2 separate regions of the Mus musculus genome follow, and region 1 is linked to region 2. Evidence: chromatin contacts called from public Hi-C data. All regions are on one chromosome and are shown on one strand. The core of a region is the stretch at or near the end of the contact, and the rest is flanking DNA. Distances in the headings are between cores, read along the strand shown.

What was found. A called contact is a pair of places that touch in the nucleus more often than the background predicts.
Region 1: a Hi-C map of CD4 T cells shows a contact between it and region 2, with 5 times the contacts expected there. The contact joins two enhancer-like sites. A contact is called at or near these places in 4 of 484 Hi-C or Micro-C datasets (CD4 T cells, cortical neurons, embryonic retina and 1 more).

What each region holds. Positions count from the first base shown.
Region 1 is chr17:72,177,710-72,181,294 of GRCm38.p6, forward strand. All of the region lies in intron 4 of Alk (anaplastic lymphoma kinase), which reads right to left. Among named protein-coding and RNA genes, the nearest start is that of Gm41613, 50 kb to the left of the region's middle. Within about 2 kb of position 2,197, at least 20 of the 459 cell types and tissues checked have an H3K27ac peak or open chromatin away from gene starts, as enhancers often do.
Region 2 is chr17:71,985,300-71,988,837 of GRCm38.p6, forward strand. Alk (anaplastic lymphoma kinase) reads right to left here. Exons shown (of 29, transcript NM_007439.2): 7 at 125-256. Among named protein-coding and RNA genes, the nearest start is that of Gm41613, 140 kb to the right of the region's middle. Within about 2 kb of position 1,347, at least 37 of the 459 cell types and tissues checked have an H3K27ac peak or open chromatin away from gene starts, as enhancers often do.

The sequences.
Region 1 (3,585 bases), core at 947-3,446, 190 kb after region 2:
GCTACGACAATCCCCCAAACTAATGAATTCTGCTCTGCCGCAGGCTGTGGCTCGCTCTCCCAGAGCATGCTCTCCCTAAGGAGGTATCCTTCCTTTCCAGATAATCTTCAGAGTCAGGGTTTTCCAAGGTGACTGTGGCCATGAGGATGCCTACCAGCAGGCAGAGGTAGTGTTCTAGGGACCATAGGACTCCATCTTTTCTACACACACACACACACACACACACACACACACACACACACACACAGAGAGAGAGAGAGAGACAGAGACAGAGACAGAGACAGAGACAGAGACAGAGAGACAGAGACAGACAGAGACAGAGGCAGAGACAGACAACAGACAGACAGAGACAGACAGAGGCAGAGACAGAGAGAGACAGAGAGAGACAGAGGGAGACAGAGAGAGACAGAGAGAGACAGAGAGAGACAGAGAGACAGAGAGACAGAGACAGAGAGACAGAGTTTTCAGAATAGGGATCAGCCTTTGCTTATTGAATCCTTTTTTTGCATGATTCTTCATGCTTCTCGTTTTTCTTTATCTGATTCCATCAAACAAGTCACAACAAATGCCAATTGCTTTTACTGCTCGGGAAAGTGCTGGTAGTTCCCAGGGCCAGATACAGTGAACTTGTCAGTGGCTGGTAGATCCAACTTTTTAGAAATGGTGGCTCTTTGATTCAGAAGTTGAGATTTGGAAGGGACAAAGAAGGCTGGGATATTGTTTCTGAAGAGACCCAGGGGCAATGGCTTAAGCTACAGATGAGGAAGCTGCTTACAGTTAAAGGCAGAGTGTGTGTGTGGATGTAGAGACATTGGAATCCATATGTCCTACGGCTGGAGGAAGTATAAAATAAATGATGTAGCAGCTTTGAAAACAATATGATGGTGCCTTAAAAAGTTCAAAATAGAATCCCATCTGACCCAGAAAGTTCTCTTCTGGGTACATAGCCAAGAAAACGGAAAACAGAATCTTAAAGGGGTAATGTAGCTATGTTCATAGTCACACATTATTCAAACCAGAGAAAGGGTAGAAGCAACCCAAACAGTCAATATCCGAGTGGACAAAGCAAATAGTGTAGCATTAAGAGGAACATTACTCAGTCATCAAATGAAAGGAATTATGTATGCCACACCCTACAGTATTATTGAGTTTATGCTAAACTAAATAAGCCAGTCACAAAGGGGGACATAGTACATGATTCCAGTGATGGGAAGTACCTAGAATAGTCTAATTTATATAGACAGAAATTAGAGTGGTTGCTGAGGGCCATGGGGAGAGGACTCAGGAATTACGATGTAATAGCCATGGAGTTTCAGTTTGGGATGCTGGACAAGTTCTGGATATCGTGCTGCTGGTGACATAGCAAGATGGATGTGCTCAATGTCTGAGAGAGTCATTTTATTATGTATCTTGAATCATTTCAAAAATATCAATAAAAATCGGGGAAGGCACCTGAGTTTGTAGACCCAATGGCCTTTCATGCACAAGCCATAGGCTCAATCCCCAGCTCTATGTAAACCAGGCATGATGCTACACACCTGTAATCTCAGCACCCAGAAGGCAGGAGCATCGGGACCAGCTACACAGTGAGCTTGAGTCCCACTTGGGATACAGGATACAGGAGATCTTGTGTCAAAACAACAATAATAAAATATAAAGGGATACAAAAAAAGATAAAAAGAAGAGAAAGAATGCTTGCCATACCCACTGGGAGCAGGGTCGGACTTTTATGGTCCTTTCTGTGGACAGCGGTCAGGGCTTTAGAAGGCTTAGTATTTGACAGACCTGGTAGGGAGTTGACTCCAAGCATCTAGAGAAGCAAGGACTGCAGCAGGAATGACCTACCTTACAAGTCCTCTCTTCACTTAAGCCCCATGGCCAATAAAGTTCACTCAAGTCAGGCTTCTGGGACCCTGCTGGCTACTGATGATGGTGACCTATTTTGGCTGTCCAGTGGCTTTCCTAAGCAACCATGGAGAGGATTTCCAACAATTGTTTTGTGTTCTGTTGAGCATTTAAAGATCACGTTCACATGCTTGCCCATCTTTTGTGGGTGTGCTTAGAGCTGAGTCCTGAGCATGTCTGGGCTTGCCGAAACAGGAAGTCTGAAGTAGAAGGTGGTGAGGTGAGTACTCCGAGAAATAGCCACTGTGCTGCCCCTCGCTGGCTTTTTAATGAGAATATCGCACCATCCCCCAGCCAGTGGCAAGAATTAAGGAAGTTACGCTCGACTCTTAGTTGTTCTGGTGTCGGGCCTCAGCTAACATCTGTGTGTGTACTGAGATGGTATTTCCCCGGGTAATGCCCTGAGACGGTCTGGCTAAAATAGCAGCCACTGAAGCTGGGAGTCAGTCCCATCCCTGATCGCCTCAATCGGTATGTGTATTCCGGCTGGATTCCCAGGGGATTCGTAAGTACAGCAGACACTGAGCATCCCTGTACCGTGTTATGTAAGTGTGCCCACTCATGGGTATCATCTGAGATACATGATTAGAGCACTGTTCCAGCTTACCCTGTGAGTGTGGTTTGAGAGATGGTTTGAATGAAAGGAGAAAGGGTGAGAAAGAACACATAAGGAATGCAGCCACCCTGCCACCTGTAGACAGGCCGGGAAGTAGGAAACTCAAGGTCAGTTGTTAATGAGACACATGGATACACACATACACACTCGCCTGTGCCCTGTGCACACGCACACGAGCACGCGCGCACACACACACACACAGAGGAGCATGACCACAGTGTCCAGACCTCCCCATAATGGAAGCTACTAGTCTTCAAGAACACTGACTGTTGTGGGTGTTTAGAAGTAGCCCCGTAGTAGACTGTGTGCGCACTCATATTTAACAGTTTGGCTTTGACCCTTGAGCCTCACTGGCTCCCTCATCTTCTGTGGGAACATCTCTCACACAGTCCCACTTTTTTTTTTACATTAAAAGAAGCTTATTTAAAAGGAAAAAAAATAATCCAGTCAAGGTAGAAAGGCTTAAGGAGAACAAGGCTCCCTCAAGCATGGCGGAGGCTGTTTTAAGACTAAATTAGATCCGTGAAAGCTCTTTGTACTCACTTGTACAATTGCATCCTGCCTCTCCTACCCTCGTGATTTTTAATGAATATAAAGTCTGAAATCCGGGAGGAAAGAGCATTTTGTTTTTTTTCTCTTCCACATAAGTATTTCAGTCTTGGTTTCTTGGAAACCCTTGACGGCCTTGATTCATGAATGAATCTTAATCCCTCTCTCCTCCTGTTTGTCTAAAGGCAGTGATTCACCCCAAATTATGCAAAAAAATCAAGAACATGTAAACTGGAAGTTGGATTTCTTAGTACGTGTGTTTCTCTTCCTTTGTTCTCATTTATGCATGGTAGGATGTTATTTCACAACAGCTCAAAAGGACTTTTAGGCACACACGCTTACAATGAAGACTTTGGGGACTTAAAGTGCCAGAAGCACAGAGGTAGGGTCACACAGAGGTTTCTTAAAGACAACATCTAGCCAGACGGTGCAGTGGTGTTGGTATTTCTGGGTAGCATTTGCCATCATTCTATGGATCAGACCTGAGACCTGCCTTATCCTAATAAGGAGAAAGA
Region 2 (3,538 bases), core at 97-2,596:
TAAGCCTTGAGCAGAATACTGCACGGGAGGAGATGCCTTGTTGTGCTGGGTTGGGGGTCCTACGACTCTTGCAGTCTACTTAGACACAGGGTAAACGTCAGGGAGAAGGGAAGAGAGGTAGTACCTTGGTGGCCCTGGGAATGGGCATCTCTTAGGGTCCTCACTTGCCACCGGGGCATATGGGGTGAGAGTGGACTTTGGGTCCAGCCACAGAAGCCATTTTCAAAGTTACAGTAAAATCCAGCAGGAAGTTTACCTGTGGAGAGATCACAGGGCATCATCATTACCAGTACACTAATGGCAAACATTAGCCACATTGTTCTCATCCATGGTGGTCACCCAGTGAAAAGATTGCCCTCCCCCACCACTCTGTGTGTGTGTGTGTGTGTTGGTTAGTGACTATGATGCTTCATTTAAAGTGAAATGGTAATAATAAATTCATAGCTCAGTCTTGTCTATAACAAAAAGGCTCAGAAATGCTAAACAAATTCAAACAGCCAACTGTCATCCCCCTGGGACCCATATTGTCTCAATTCTATACTCTTAATTCTGATCCACAAAGAGCATGTTTGAAGAGAGGACAATGTATTAGCTAGGGGGTACACATCCGCAATGGCCGAGGGAGTTCTAACTGGGCATGGTTGGTTTGAGTCTCATATCATCCCTGTCTGCATAGACAGATATTGTTCAAATTTTTCTACTGGCCCCATTTGGCTGGCAGAGAAGTGAAGCCACGTGCTGAGTTCTGAGCAGATTGTTAGTTAAGTGGAAGCTGGGTGTGTCTCATATTGGCGTTAGTCTGAGACTCTTCAATCTCCCTTCCTCTGCTGTAGTAGGGGTCTCTTGTTCCTCTAGTGGGCTTCAGCCAGCCTGAGGCCCCACCCACCTCAGTGCTCATTGGACAGGGGCTGCAAATGCAGGTTTAAGTTGCTGATATTTGGGACTGTTTCACTCCTGTAAGGTCACCTGGGCAATCGTGCTTAAACAGTCCGGGTTACAATGGTCTCTATAGCATGTAAAGATTCAGCAGCAAGGGGGCCTGTGATTCTCAGCCGCCAGGGAGACCATGACCCTTTCTTTTATATCCGCTTTCTACGCTCTACATTTCCCGGGTGTCTCCCAGAGGAGAGGAAAGAGAATCCACTTCCTCCAGCTTCCTTTGAGAATGATTGGCTCTAGGCGGGGTTCTCAGGCAGGAGAACTGGTGGGGCATTCTCCTCTAGGCTTTTCTTACAGCCATCCCCGTCCCCGCAGCAGCTCCAGGCCTAGCTATGAGAAAGCAGCGGCTTTCTACCTCCGCGTGGGAGAGAAGCTCTCTAAGAGACCCACCGCTCTGCATGTCCTTCCTGTGTCTCAGCCTTCTTGGCAGTGGTGGCGGATGAGGGCCCTCGTGCTTCCTGGTTGTGACAGCACTGTAGTGAGTTATTACTCTCTCCCCCCTGATTCTCTGTGCATTTCACACAGAGGCAGAATTATAAATTAAAACAGGCTGTCACTGACTCTAAGCATCTCTTCCCATTTATACCCCCCTGAAGAAATCATTTTCCCTCAAGCCCTGCGTGTTCTTCTGATTAAAAATCCAAAAGCTAAGGAGATCTTTCTGTTTTATTTTTTCACTCCCACCTCAAGGGGATCCCATATTCAAGTCTTGCACAGAAACCAACTGGTGTCTAGAAGTGACCTTCTAGGAAGGTGTTTCACAGGCATGCTTTAAAAGCCAAGGATTGCGGGGGTGGGGTGGGTGGGTGGGGAAGAGAGAGGTTGGGGGCATTAGGAGGCTGGGGGCTGGGAGGGTGGGAAGCGGGGCGGGGAGGGGAGACAGGCTTGTGGGAGGAGTCAGGGCAGAGAACAGTCTTAGAATGCCCCGCCCCAAAACCTTTCGGGTACTGGCACCACAGTTGTATGCAAACCTAGGGGCTCTAGACCCTGCCTTTCCTTACTGCTGGGCTCCCGACCCCTCACTATTTCTGTAGAGTCGGTTACTATTAGATAGGGTTGGTTTTAGGATAAGATAAAGGAAGGAGGTGGCAACCCTATTATACACAGCTACTTACCGCCACACCACTTTCTTTTTGTCTGAATAAAGGGAAAAAAGACAGGCAGGAAAACAACGCAGGTCAATGGCAGGTTTATGTGACAGTTAAACCTTGAAGGGAGGAAGGGAGCCCAGAGTATGTCCATCTTTTAAAGCACATTAGAGCAGTGTGCTGTATAAGAAGTCACTCTGGAAGAAGCTGGTCTGGGTGTGTGTGTGATGGAGTCAGAAAAAAACATCGCTGAGGCTAGTTGCTGAGCATAAAGCTGGCCTGTAAGGCTGAGTCTATTAGCATTTAGCCTTTGACTGGCAGCTCTTCTCACTCTGCCCAGGCACCTACTGAGTACCCGCCCACTGCAGGACATTACTATCTATCTATGCATAGAAGGAAAGGATACAGGTCTGTTCCTTAACTTCTTGTCACTGAAAATGGGCTCCAGGGACCAGGTACCCTTCTGTGGCCGGTGAAGTTAGAAGCATGGGTTCCCTGGGCTCCACCCAGCCTGCTGGCTACCTCACACTGGAGAGGTGTCACTCTCCCAGAGTCCCCCTTCCTTGGGCATCCTAGGCCAGGCTTCTCATCGGCTAGTTGGCAAATGGAGTTTGTGCTGGGGGTCAATCAATCCCACTACATTTGGCAATTATGACACCCGATTCCACTCTAAGAGAGACAAATGGGTAGAGTCACAGGGACGTGACCCCAGCTACAGCTGCAGAAGCTGCCAAGTGTAAACGGCACGCCAAATGACACTTCTTTCCCCTCCCTTGTGACAACTCTGTTAACATTTTTGATAAATACGTGTTATACATTTCCTTGAAAATATGGAGTCATGGGAGAAATGTTAGAAGAAATACATCAAAATATTATGGTTATCTCGGAATGTCTGGGAGAGAGGGTTATGGGCAATAGTATTTTCTCTTGTGCATTTTTTTGGATCTTCCCAGTATTTTACAACCAAAATGTTTTATTTTACAATAAAGAAATAAACTTGAAAAAAAAAACCTGGCTTTGCCTGGAAGGAAGCACACACCCACAAAACAGATGAGATTGTTGGGTCTCTGGAGGGGCAGGGGATGTATTCTACCTGCATAGTTAGTGAGTTGGTAAAGGGAATGGAGGCCCCTTTTTTGGGGGGTGTGTGTATGTTGTTGAGGCTGGGGTATTGATTGACACTCTCCACTGGGTATACTCCTGGGAGGCCTCCCTTGGACTTGGTATGTTTTTAATCTGAAAAGCAGCAGTGTGGACAGGAATTGTGTCACAGACAGGAAAACTTGAGAATTCTCCTGCATCACGGAAAGGTGGTGGTAGAATCCTGGACTTCTGTGGTTCTTCACAGCAGCCTCCTTTGTTCCAGGAGCATCTTTAGTCAGCAAGGTTTAGTGCTCAGCACAGCCCAAGCGGCTCATGCAACAGGTAGGTGTGGCCTGCTATATGCCCAGGACACAAGGTGGGCTCTGAAGTCAGGCTGAGGCTGAACCGATATTCAATCTCGGATGATT